Linked DNA regions of Mus musculus: region 2 is linked to region 1. A link is a contact called in public HiChIP or PLAC-seq data. All regions are on one chromosome and are shown on one strand. The core of a region is the stretch at or near the end of the contact, and the rest is flanking DNA. Distances in the headings are between cores, read along the strand shown. Region 1 holds the start of Eri2 (exoribonuclease 2). Region 2 overlaps Vps35l (VPS35 endosomal protein sorting factor like).

Region 1 (5,310 bases), core at 1,163-3,662:
ATAATTTTAAGTTTGGGGGTCACCAAAAGATGAAGAACTGTATTAAGGGGTCACAGCATTAGGAAGGTTGAGAACCACTGATCGAGATTAAGCTGGTTTCAAATTTATAGAGATCCACCTGTCTCTGCCTCTTGAGTGCTGGGATTAAGGGTGTGTTGCACCATACCAGGTCTGAATATGTGAATTATCCTGAACATACACTGCTTTCATAATAGCATCATTAAAAAATCAATTCCCTTAAAAGCTTATTCCAATACCCAAAGCAGTGAGAAGCAAAGTTATAATAAAGCTGTGCCATGGAATAAGTCAGAATATCAAAAGTATGCCCATTTTGTTTTACAATTAAACATGAACACAGCATGAATTAAAATATACTTTACTATTGAAAAGCCTTTTTTTTTCCAGTTGTATCTAATCAAAGTTTTAAATGTAATCTTAAAACAACTAGCTACTTTGGATAATCACATTCAGGTATTTGGTATTTTATTCTTTTGTAGGTCAGAGTTTTTATATTAAACTACGAGCTTACAGCATTGTTTTCTTATTGGCTGGCTTATATCTAGGATGTTTAAGAAGACTCCTAGAGCACTAGCTTTGGCCACTGGCCATCCACACTCACTTATTTCAGGGCTACTGTGGTGCTTCCCATCATTCCAGCAGGTAGACTCAAAGTCAACGACAATTAAGTAGGCATACAACTGTTCTGCAAAAGACCACAGTGTTCTTAGGTTCCGACGATGTTCCAAGGGCAAGGCTTCAAACTGTAACGTAAGCGTGGGACTTACTCAATCTGCTCCCTCCTGGATTTCCACTTGCTGGTGTAACTGACTTTCTCCTAATTAATCCAAGCCGCCTAAAAATGCAAGACACAGGAAGATCAATAAACTCATTTACACTGCAGTTAGAATATGATATTAAAGTAATAGCCCCAAACAGATGGCAAAATCATCTCTAATGTACGGTAAGTGGAGCTGGGTGTGAGGGCCCCACACCTGGAGGCTCAGCAGTCAGCAGGCCACGGCCAAACTGAACTGAGGGACAGCTTACAGCACACAGCAGGACCCTGCCTCAAACAACAGCTGCATACTGACTGAAGGAAAGGAGGGCTAGACTTTAAAAGTCCTAGGTCCTTGTGCGAATGGCCATCCTCTCTTGAGTTTAGTGTCCATTTTACCTGAGCGGGCTTCACAAACACTACTCTTACCTGTTCACGTTTTATAGTAGTACCGAGGAATTGACTATAAAGATGTATTTTTCAAGCCTTTGCTATGTACCAAGGGGATGATGCCTGTGCTTAAACTCTAAAAATGGAGGGGAGAAAGATTACCAGAGTACTACTGAAAGGTAATCTATGATTAAAAACAAAAACAAAAACAAAACAAACAAACCTCCCAACAGCAATACACTGCAGTCCAAAGAAGGGAAGATCCCAAATGATGACGAATACAACTTTAAGTAGACAGACACCTGGAATAGTTATTTTGGCTATTTGAAAAAGACAAGACGTGAGGCCAATGTAGGGATTTGGAATGAAAAACTAACATTTACTAGTCACTTCTTCAGCAAATATTTAATTAGGATGGTGACTTCTTTTAAACAATTCTAGGTGGTAGACATGTCTGCAACCTGTATTTTATGCAAGAGAAAAGTAAATGATTTGCCTAAAGATGGCCATAGTATGTTAACCTTTGACAGGACTTTTCACGCTTGAATCCTATGCTATTCATTAATACATCAGATAGGGGTTTTGTTTTGAATCTGGTTTTGTTGTTGTTTTGAGACAGTCTCACTATTTAGCCATCGCCTGCTTGAACATCACCATGAGGACCAGGCTGGCCTCCAACTTTCCATGCTGGTATTGTAGGTCCATTCCACTATGCCTGGTAAGTTTGATACTGTGTCCACAATCTCAACAAATGTGTACAACGCATCCAAAAATCTGTGCACAGCATATTCCCCCCCACCCCCCCCCAAAAAACCTGAGAGAGTCTGTGGTAATTCTGACAATAAAACTGGACTAGGCAGGTCACTTGGGCGCAGTGGCACCTGCCTGAGAACAGTGTGCAGAGCTGTCACGTTCCAGGTCCCAGGGGTCTAGAATGAACAGACCTGATAGAGCATGCCACGGTAGGGAGGACCCGGGGTTTCTCGGGCTCCTCCAACTTGTCGCGAATGGCGACGTGGGGCCCGAGAAGACCAGGGCCCTTTTCAGATCCAGACCAAACGACTGCGGATGAACACCGCCCACCCTAAGGGGAACCCCCTAACGTACCGCGCCAGTCTCTTGGTCGCCATCCCCGGACCCTGGGTTTCGCAGAGTTCAACGGCCGGAAGTCGGACGCCCCCACTTCCGGTCTGTTTAAACGCCGGCGCGGCAAGGGAAGCGGGCGCTTGTAGAGCGGCGGCGGCCGTCGCCAGCGGTTTGTGGGCGTTGCATAGGGGGCGGTTCGGGACCCGGGGGCGTGGACAGAGGCTTGAGGACCGGGAGCCCCTCGCTCTGCGCACGACGCGCCTCAGGGAGCGCTTTAAACTTCGCGACGGCTTAAATTGAGGAAAGGAGGCGTAGGTCTGTGGCCTTTTTTGCGAGGGCCAAGAGTGGTAAACTGGTTTGAGCCGCTTCAAGAGACAAACCAACCGTCACTCCTGTCTAGCGCTTTGCTGGAGAGAGGCCGCGACACGGTTTCCTGGTCGCCGCGGGGTCCTCAGCTCCAGCTGATCTTTCCCCTACAGCCTGATGGAGCAAGAGAAGGAGGAGGCGAACTCCAGGAAGAGGAAGGAGGCCCCGAACTCCTCGGCCTCGGCTACAGAGCGGGATGGACCTCCTTCGCATATTCAGGACCGCGAGCCACAAGCCAAGGTGAGCAGAGGAGAGAGCCCAGCAGGCTGGCCCGAAGTCACTTGTGGCTGGGAGTCACTTTCGCCAGCACCCGAAGGGTCCCTGCCGAAGGGTAAGGGCTCACCCACTGACCTCACTCAACTCTGCTCCCTTGGTTGTACCACCTCGTCCAGGCTCTCTCCATAGTTTAAAACTGACTTAGTGTCTGGTACACAGAATATTCATTTAACAAACATTTATTAAGATCCGTATAACAAAATATTTCAGGAATATCCATGCACACCTAAACAGGATTCTCTTGTTTTTATACAATATTTATGAAGAAGTAAAAATGAATGGTCATTTTGATGGGGAATTTATCCTGGGGAAATGATTAGATGGAGGAATGATACCAGTAATAAGAATGTTTGCCCTAGTATTTGTATTTTTAAATGTTTCATCGAAAAGAGAATTTTAAATATAAAATTTTCATTACATATTTAAAAATGCACTTAGCCTGAACCATTTTCTCATGTTAAAGTTGTGGTTATATAACTGACTGATAGGGAAAAATATAGATTAGGGTGGGGATGGTTAGAAAGCAGATGGATGTTTGTAAAGTCCCCTGGGTTGGAAACGGTAGTCCAGAGATTAAAAAGCTTGATCTTCGGAGGCTGCATTCCCGCTGTGGCTTTTAAACCTCTTTCTTCATTTCTTTGTTGTAAAATGGGAGTATGGTGATCCCCACTTAAAAGTTCTAAGAAATGATGTAGTACAAAGAAATTTCTCAAAACTGTGTGGCTAAGAGTCAGCAGTGTGGCTCAGTAATAGAGGACTTGCCTTGCATGTGCCCAGAATTCAGTCCCTAGAACAGAAACTCAAAAAAGTGGTTAATAGTAAATACCTAACCTTAGCTCAAGGCCATTGTATAAGTTAGGGTCTCTATTGCTGTGATAAAACACCATGACCTCATAACCAAAATCATCTTGTCTAGGGATGGGTTTATCTCAGCTCTCATAGCCAGATCACAGTCCTATTCACAATTCTTCACTAGAATTCAGGTCAAGAGCCAGGAGGCAGTAACTGATACAGAGGCCAGGAAGGGAGGAGGACTGCCTACCACTTTGCTCCTCAGGACTTGCTCAGTCTTCCTTCTTTCTTTCTTCCTTCCTTTCTTTCTTTCTTTCTTTCTTTCTTTCTTTCTTTCTTTCTTTCTTTCTTAATATTTTTTATTAGGTATTTTCCTCATTTACATTTCCAATGCTATCCCAAAAGTCCCCCATATCCTCCCCCCACACTCCCCTACCCATCCACTCCCACTTTTGGCCCTGGCATTCCGCTGTACTGGGGCATATAAAGTTTGCATGTACAATGGGCCTCTCTTTCCAGTGATGGCTGACTAGGCCATCTTTTGATACATATGCAGCTAGAGTCAAGAGCTCAGGGGTACTGGTTAGTTCATAATGTTGTTCTACCTATAGGGTTGCAGATCCCTTTAGCTCCTTGGATACTTTCTCTAGCTCCTCCATTGGGGGCCCTGTGATCCATCCAATAGCTGACTGTGAGCATCCACTTCTGTGTTTGCTAGGCCCCGGCCTAGTCTCACAAGAGACAGCTATATCAGGGTCCTTTCAGCAAAAATCTTGCTAGTGTATGCAATGGTGTCAGCGTTTGGAGGCTGATTATGGGATGGATCCCTGGATATGGCAGTCTCTAGATGGTCCATCCTTTTGTCTCAGCTCCAAACTTTGTCTCCGTAACTCCTTCCATGGGTGTTTTGTTCCCAATTCTAAGAAAGGGCAAAGTGTCCACACTTTGGTCTTCGTTCTTCTTGAGTTTCATGTGTTTAGCAAATTGTATCTTATATCTTGGGTATTCTAAGTTTCTGAGCTAATATCCACTTATCAGTGAGTACATATCATTTGAGTTCTTTTGTGATTGGGTTACCTCACTCAGGATGATGCCCTCCAGGTCCATCCATTTGCCTAGGAATTTCGTAAATTCATTCTTTTTAATAGCTGAGTAGTACTCCATTGTGTAAATGTACCACATTTTCTGTATCCATTCCTCTGTTGAGGGGCATCTGGGTTCTTTGCAGCTTCTGGCTATTATAAATAAGGCTGCTATGAACATAGTGGAGCATGTGTCCTTCTTACCGGTTGGGGCATCTTCTGGATATATGCCCAGAAGAGGTATTACTGGATCCTCCGGTAGTACTATGTCCAATTTTCTGAGGAACCGCCATACTGATTTTCAGAGTGGTTGTACAAGCTTGCAATCCCACCAACAATGAAGGACTGTTCCTCTTTCTCCACATCCTCGCCAGCATCTGCTGTCACCTGAATTTTTTATCTTAGACATTCTGACTGGTGTGAGATGGAATCTCAGGGTTGTTTTGATTTGCATTTCTCTGATTATTAAGGATGCTGAACATTTTTTCAGGTGCTTCTCAGCCATTCGGTATTCCTCAGGTAAGAATTCTTTGTTTAGCTCTG
Region 2 (5,310 bases), core at 1,751-4,250, 970 kb before region 1:
TGTGTGTGTGTGTGCGCACACACACACACATAGATGTGTATTACATGCATTCATTCCTTCAGACAAGTCAGTGTGTGTTGGCTTATTTTTCCAGCACAATATTTCTGGGTAGCCTCAGATGCCTTGGATCTCATAGCCCTGCCTCACCCTCTTGGGTGTGGGATTTCAGGTTTGCCCCACAGCATCTATCCTCCTGCTTCACCCGTTTGAGTATAGGGTTACAGGTTTGCACCACAGTGCCTAGCTCAGTGGTTATTTCTTTGTGCAGCAAGAGAATCAGTCCAGACTTGAAGCAATAGCGCTGTCAGCCACTCAAGACCCTTCCACCTACACAGGAATGAGCTGAGTCCCGCCTCACTTCACACCTGCCTCATTTCCCAGGTTTGAAATGGTCTTGGTGACAGTCTTTCCTTACTTGTGGGCGTAAGGACTCATTGATCCAGACCAGTGTAGGTGCTAGCTCAGGTCACTATATATATGTGTGTGTATATGTGTGCTACGTATAAATTCATGTGGGTGTGTGCACATGTGTGTGTGTGTGTGTGTGTGTGCACATGTGTGTGCATGTACACCTGCTTTGAAGCATGTGTGGCATGTGTGTGGAGGTCAGAGGTTTATGACCGGTGTCATCTTTCACCACTGGCTACCTCTTCTTTTTTTTTTTTTTTTTTTTTGAGCTGGGGGCAATCCCTGGGCCTGGAGCTCATTGATTGGCTAGACTGGCCATTCATCAGGCCCAGGGATCCTCCTCTTTTTGCCTTTCTGGTACTGGGATTACAGACATACCCTGCTGCACTCTGCTTCTATGTGGGTACAGGACATCCATACTCAAGCCCTTGTTCTCATTCAGCAGATGCGTCATGGGTTCAGTTGTCTCCTCAGTCCATTTCTTCAGACTGACCATAAAAGGCCCCCCCTCTGTTTTAGTTCTTCAGTCTGAGCCTGGTTAGCATCTAGTGTTTCCTGGTTGCTCTAGTCAATAGCAGCTCCTTATCCATGGTGGTTTGCAGAACCTTCTGCTGGGCTTCCTGACTAAACTGAACCCTCAGGTTGTCTGATCCCCAGTAGGCTAAGGAAGGCTCTAGCCTTGAACTTTTTGCAACGCTTATCCCTACTCTTGTCTTGCAGCTGATGCTTTCTTCAAAGCCGCCATCGGCCTCGTTCCCGAAGTCCCAAAGACGATAAGCATCGATGGGAAGCTGCGGCCGTCGGAGCCCTTCCTACTGGAATTCCTGTGCAATTTCTTCTCTACCTTATTGATTGTGCCGGTATGTTCACAGGAGCAACAGGTGGTTTTCACTCACCATGCCTCTGCCTCCTGAGTACACTCAGCCCTTAGTATTTTATCTTACGTATGTGTTTGTCAGCATGTATCTGTGTCCTGCATGTGCCTGGTGTCTACAGAGGCCAGAAGAAGGTATCATATACTCTGGGACTGGAATCACAGACAGTTATGAACCACCTTATAGGGCTGGGAACTGAACTTGGGTCCATCTGTAAGAGCAGCCAGTGCTCTTAACTGCCAAGCCATCTCTTGGTTATTTCCAACCAGGCGTGTCTTTTAGCTGATTCAAGGTCTGATAAGTTGACAACCAAGATTAACCAATGATGTAACCCTTACATCATCTAAATGGAACCATGGTTTCAGCTTATGTATCTGGGTTGGGGGAGGTACTACTATTCAGTGCTCTGTACTCTACACTGCCAAGGCTAGGGTGTAGTGACCTTGGACCATGATGGTGACAGTGGGCACCAGCTCTTTCTCCCCTTGGCTCTGCAGGTTTGGGGGTTACTTATGTGTGTGTCCTGTCCACAAAATGAGGGTGATCTTGTGCCAGCTCCCAGTGTTCTGATGAGGACTGGGTAAGGGCACAGAGTATAGCCACCCAGGGAAGCTCTTAGGTGGCAGGATTCTTTGGAACCGGAAACAGTAGACATTGGCTCTTTGTGGTTGTGAGAGATGAGCAGTCATCCCTGGGGCCCTTTTGGGGCTAGGGGAGTCCTGTAGTAGGATTCCTGGAGGCTTCCCATAGCAGGGGTTCTCAGCCTGGTCTTGGACCTGCTTCCTGACAGCAGTTTGGATGAAGAAACGAAATGGCATCTCTGTTTTCCCAAGTGTCTGGGTCCGTTTACCTTTCACCTGATTGTGAGCTGCACACAGAGAGCCTCGGTGGTCACGGCAGCGGTTGGGGCTTTGTCACAGAGAGACGTGAACAGGCATTCTGTTACTCCGGTTCTGGTGCAGAGGCTGTTTCTTCTTCTTTTCTTTGTTGTTCCCGACCACCTGCCCCTTCTCCTCATCTCCTTCTTCTTTCCCCTCCCTTCCCATTTGTCTCATCCCATGTTTTGTGAGCAGTCTTTTGGTTTTTTGGTTTATTTTGTTTTTACTTTTGAGAGTCTCACTGTGTAAGTGAGGCCATCTGAAACTCAAGATTCTCTTACTGCAGTCCTCCCATGCCGCATGCTGCCTTCATGCAGTCCTCCCATGCGACATGCTGCCTTCCTGCAGTCCTCCCATGTGGCATGCTACTTTTTCTTCACCAACACACGCAGCACCTGCCTTGCTTGCTTCTGAAAGAGTTCAGGCTGCTGCTCTTCTCCCTTCCTTAGAAAGCACCATGGTAACTCTCCCCACAGAGCGTCCTTAGGTTTTCACAAAAGCATTGGGAAAGTAGCCGCAGAATTGCATTGCTATGACCATGTTCCCTTGAAGCCTCGGGTGTCTTCTTTGCTGATTTACAAATAACAGCCCCAGGAATCTATAGGCTTCACCTGGCAAAATTGAAACCAAAAACTGCAAAGCAAATATCAAAACAATACCCCAGAAACCCTTCCTTGAGACGGCTGTGCATCGGGGTTGCCCTGTTAAATGCACACTCCTGGAGTTCACCCTTGAATGTCTCTCTCAGGAGGTTAAAACTGGCCCATTGGAGGGCACTGCCCTCAGTGGTTCAGGAGGGGCCACTCCCAGGACTAGACCGGGAGATGTGTCATGCCAAGTTTGGGCTGTGCAATGACTCAGCACTTGCTGGGTCCCAGGTTTCTTTAGGGGTGATGAAATACTCTTCAGTCGATTGTGGCGACAGCCACACAACTCTGGATGCAGGAACAGACATTGAATTGTGTGCCCTGAATGGGCGTATTGTTCCCTGTGCGGATTATGTATCTCCATCAAGCTGAGAAAACAAAAAATGACTCAGCAGTGGGCTCTCTCTGTTCAGATTCCAAGTTCTCAGAGGGGAACCAGGAGGCCCAGCCACAGACCTGCTCTGGGGGAGGCTTTGATTGTCCTTTGTGGCAGGCAGCATCCTGGTGAGGGGTCAGGTGGCAGAGCTGCAGGGGCTCCCAGAGTCCCTTCCCTGGACACCTGCTCACCGTGCTCTGCGGTCAGTGCCTCCTGTCTGTCTGACCTGGTTATTTGTCCTATACGTAGAGCCGAGGACAAGCCCAAGTTTCTAATGAAGCACTTGATGTTGATCGTGTGGTGATTTGTCGAGGTGCCTTACCGCCTGCACACGAGCTTCCCACGTGCTGCAAGCAGCCAGGGTCTCTCTGAAGGCCTTCTCCTCAGAGTCTCAAACTTGGGTCAAGCTCTGGGGCCTTGGAGATGGTTTTGTAATTCCTCCAAGTCTTACCTGTCATCTTACAAAAGCATGGAAATGCCTACCTCGCAGGACTGCCGCCTTGCGGGTTTCATACTTAAGAACGAAAGCATGCTGTAAGCCAGAGCCTCCCTCCCTGGGGTTACACGCTGGTGACCAGAGGGCAGAACCCAGCCAGCTGCCACACTTGCTTCCTCCGGGACGATGGAAAGCGCTTGGAGTTTTCCACAAAAAAAAAAAAAAAAAAAAGCTGAAGCAAATACAGGTTTGTGGCTTCCCTTGAGGACTCAGCTCCTGCCATTCACACTGGTGTTCTACAGTCTGTTCAGATAGCTAGGGCTGGGAGCAGCTGCCCCAAGCATGCAGGGTGTGCATCCTCCATTCCAGATGCCAACCTGGCACAGAGGCATTGAGAAAGCACCTTTTGCCATGAGTAGGACTTTGTTGCTTTTCCTGGTGTCAAAGACTGCACTTTGGTGAGATCCAGGCAATGAAGATCAACTGCCATCTGAGGACTGAGGGTACATGTGGAGGTCAGAGGTCAACATCAGTATCTTCCTTGTTTTTCTTCCTTGTTGTCTCAGTTCTTGAGACAAGGTCTCTCAATGAGGCTGGAGTTCACCGGTTAGGAGAAAACGGTTGGCCAGCAAGCCCAGGGATCTATCTCTCATCCCCAGCACTGTACAGGGAGAGGTACGCATTGCTCACGGCTTTTCTGTAGATGTTGGTGATGTAACTCAGGGCCTCGTGCTTGTATAACAAACACCTTACCTACTCAGCTATCTCCCCATTTTGGTCCCAGGAGCATGCATTTATTTGGTGCTGTGCCAAAGCCCTTCATGGGCACTTACATAGCCTCTGAGAATCCTCCCTGAGCTTTGTAAGGTAGAAATTAGTGAATCTGTTTCTCTTATAGAGATACCTAGACCTGAAAAGGTTGCGCCTGGGGCTGTAGAGGTCGTTGGCAGCAGAGCAGGATTTGTCTCCTCCAGGGTCCTTCACACGTGATGTGAGCCCAGAGAGTCTGCCGTGCTCTGTTCACTCAGGACCATCAGGGCTTAGCAGCTCTTCATCCCTCCTCAGGAGAGGTAGCATTAGGACAAAGGCACCTCTCACCTGCTAGTTTACATTCTGTTTTCAGTGGCCAGCATCCAACCTCTGTCTAATATATTGAATAGAAAGTTCCAGAAATGTATATGTTTTCAACTCTGTGCCGTTCTGCATAGTGTGATGACATGTCACCCCATCTGGGATGAGAGTCTTTGTGCAATGGATCCGCCCTGTGTGTGCTGCCTGCTTTTATCACCCTCTGATCACCTGTCTGTCAGTGAGTGCACACTGCTTTTACCTCAGTGCCCAAAGCACAGGAATAGTGATGCTATTCTACCTTTTAAATGTGTGTGTGTGTGTGTGTGTGTGTGTGTGTGTGTGTGTGTGAGAGAGAGAGAGAGAGAGAGAGAGAGAGAGATCAGATGAGCCACAGTACCAGGGTTGGATTTTGCATGAAAAAGCTCCCCCTCCCTTGTCCTCCTTGTTCAGCCTGGTTCCCTCTCCTGTGACAGCTTTGCGTGTGTTTTTGTGTGTCTTGGGAGGGGGTTACTGTTCGAGAGTTTGATTTTACTACGATAGCAGCATGAAACATGAGCTCTACTCTTAAGTAAGCTTTCAGAAGGGCTGTACAGCCACTGACCTTACATAAAGTGGTGTC

The links. HiChIP or PLAC-seq counts read pairs in DNA pulled down with a chosen protein or histone mark.
Region 2: a contact with region 1 is called in an HNF4G HiChIP or PLAC-seq map of pancreatic cancer cells. The contact joins the enhancer-like site here to the promoter of Eri2 in region 1. A contact is called at or near these places in 4 of 39 promoter capture datasets (embryonic stem cells, liver and stem cell-derived epiblast-like cells), 1 of 115 datasets of contacts at active chromatin or transcription factors (pancreatic cancer cells) and 1 of 9 other capture datasets (liver).

What each region holds. Positions count from the first base shown.
Region 1 is chr7:119,791,646-119,796,955 of GRCm38.p6, forward strand. Eri2 (exoribonuclease 2) reads right to left here and starts at 2,413. Exons shown (of 9, transcript NM_027698.5): 1 at 2,273-2,413; 2 at 786-853; 3 at 620-703. The coding sequence starts at 2,295. It overlaps Rexo5 (RNA exonuclease 5), which reads left to right and starts at 2,477. Exons shown (of 20, transcript NM_001370778.1): 1 at 2,477-2,566; 2 at 2,731-2,857. The coding sequence starts at 2,735.
Region 2 is chr7:118,825,056-118,830,365 of GRCm38.p6, forward strand. It overlaps Vps35l (VPS35 endosomal protein sorting factor like), which reads left to right. Exons shown (of 31, transcript NM_027815.4): 27 at 1,129-1,268. Among named protein-coding and RNA genes, the nearest start is that of Gm26147, 4.9 kb to the right of the region's middle. Within about 2 kb of position 3,001, at least 87 of the 459 cell types and tissues checked have an H3K27ac peak or open chromatin away from gene starts, as enhancers often do. A contact at or near this core is called in pancreatic cancer cells, where this site is marked.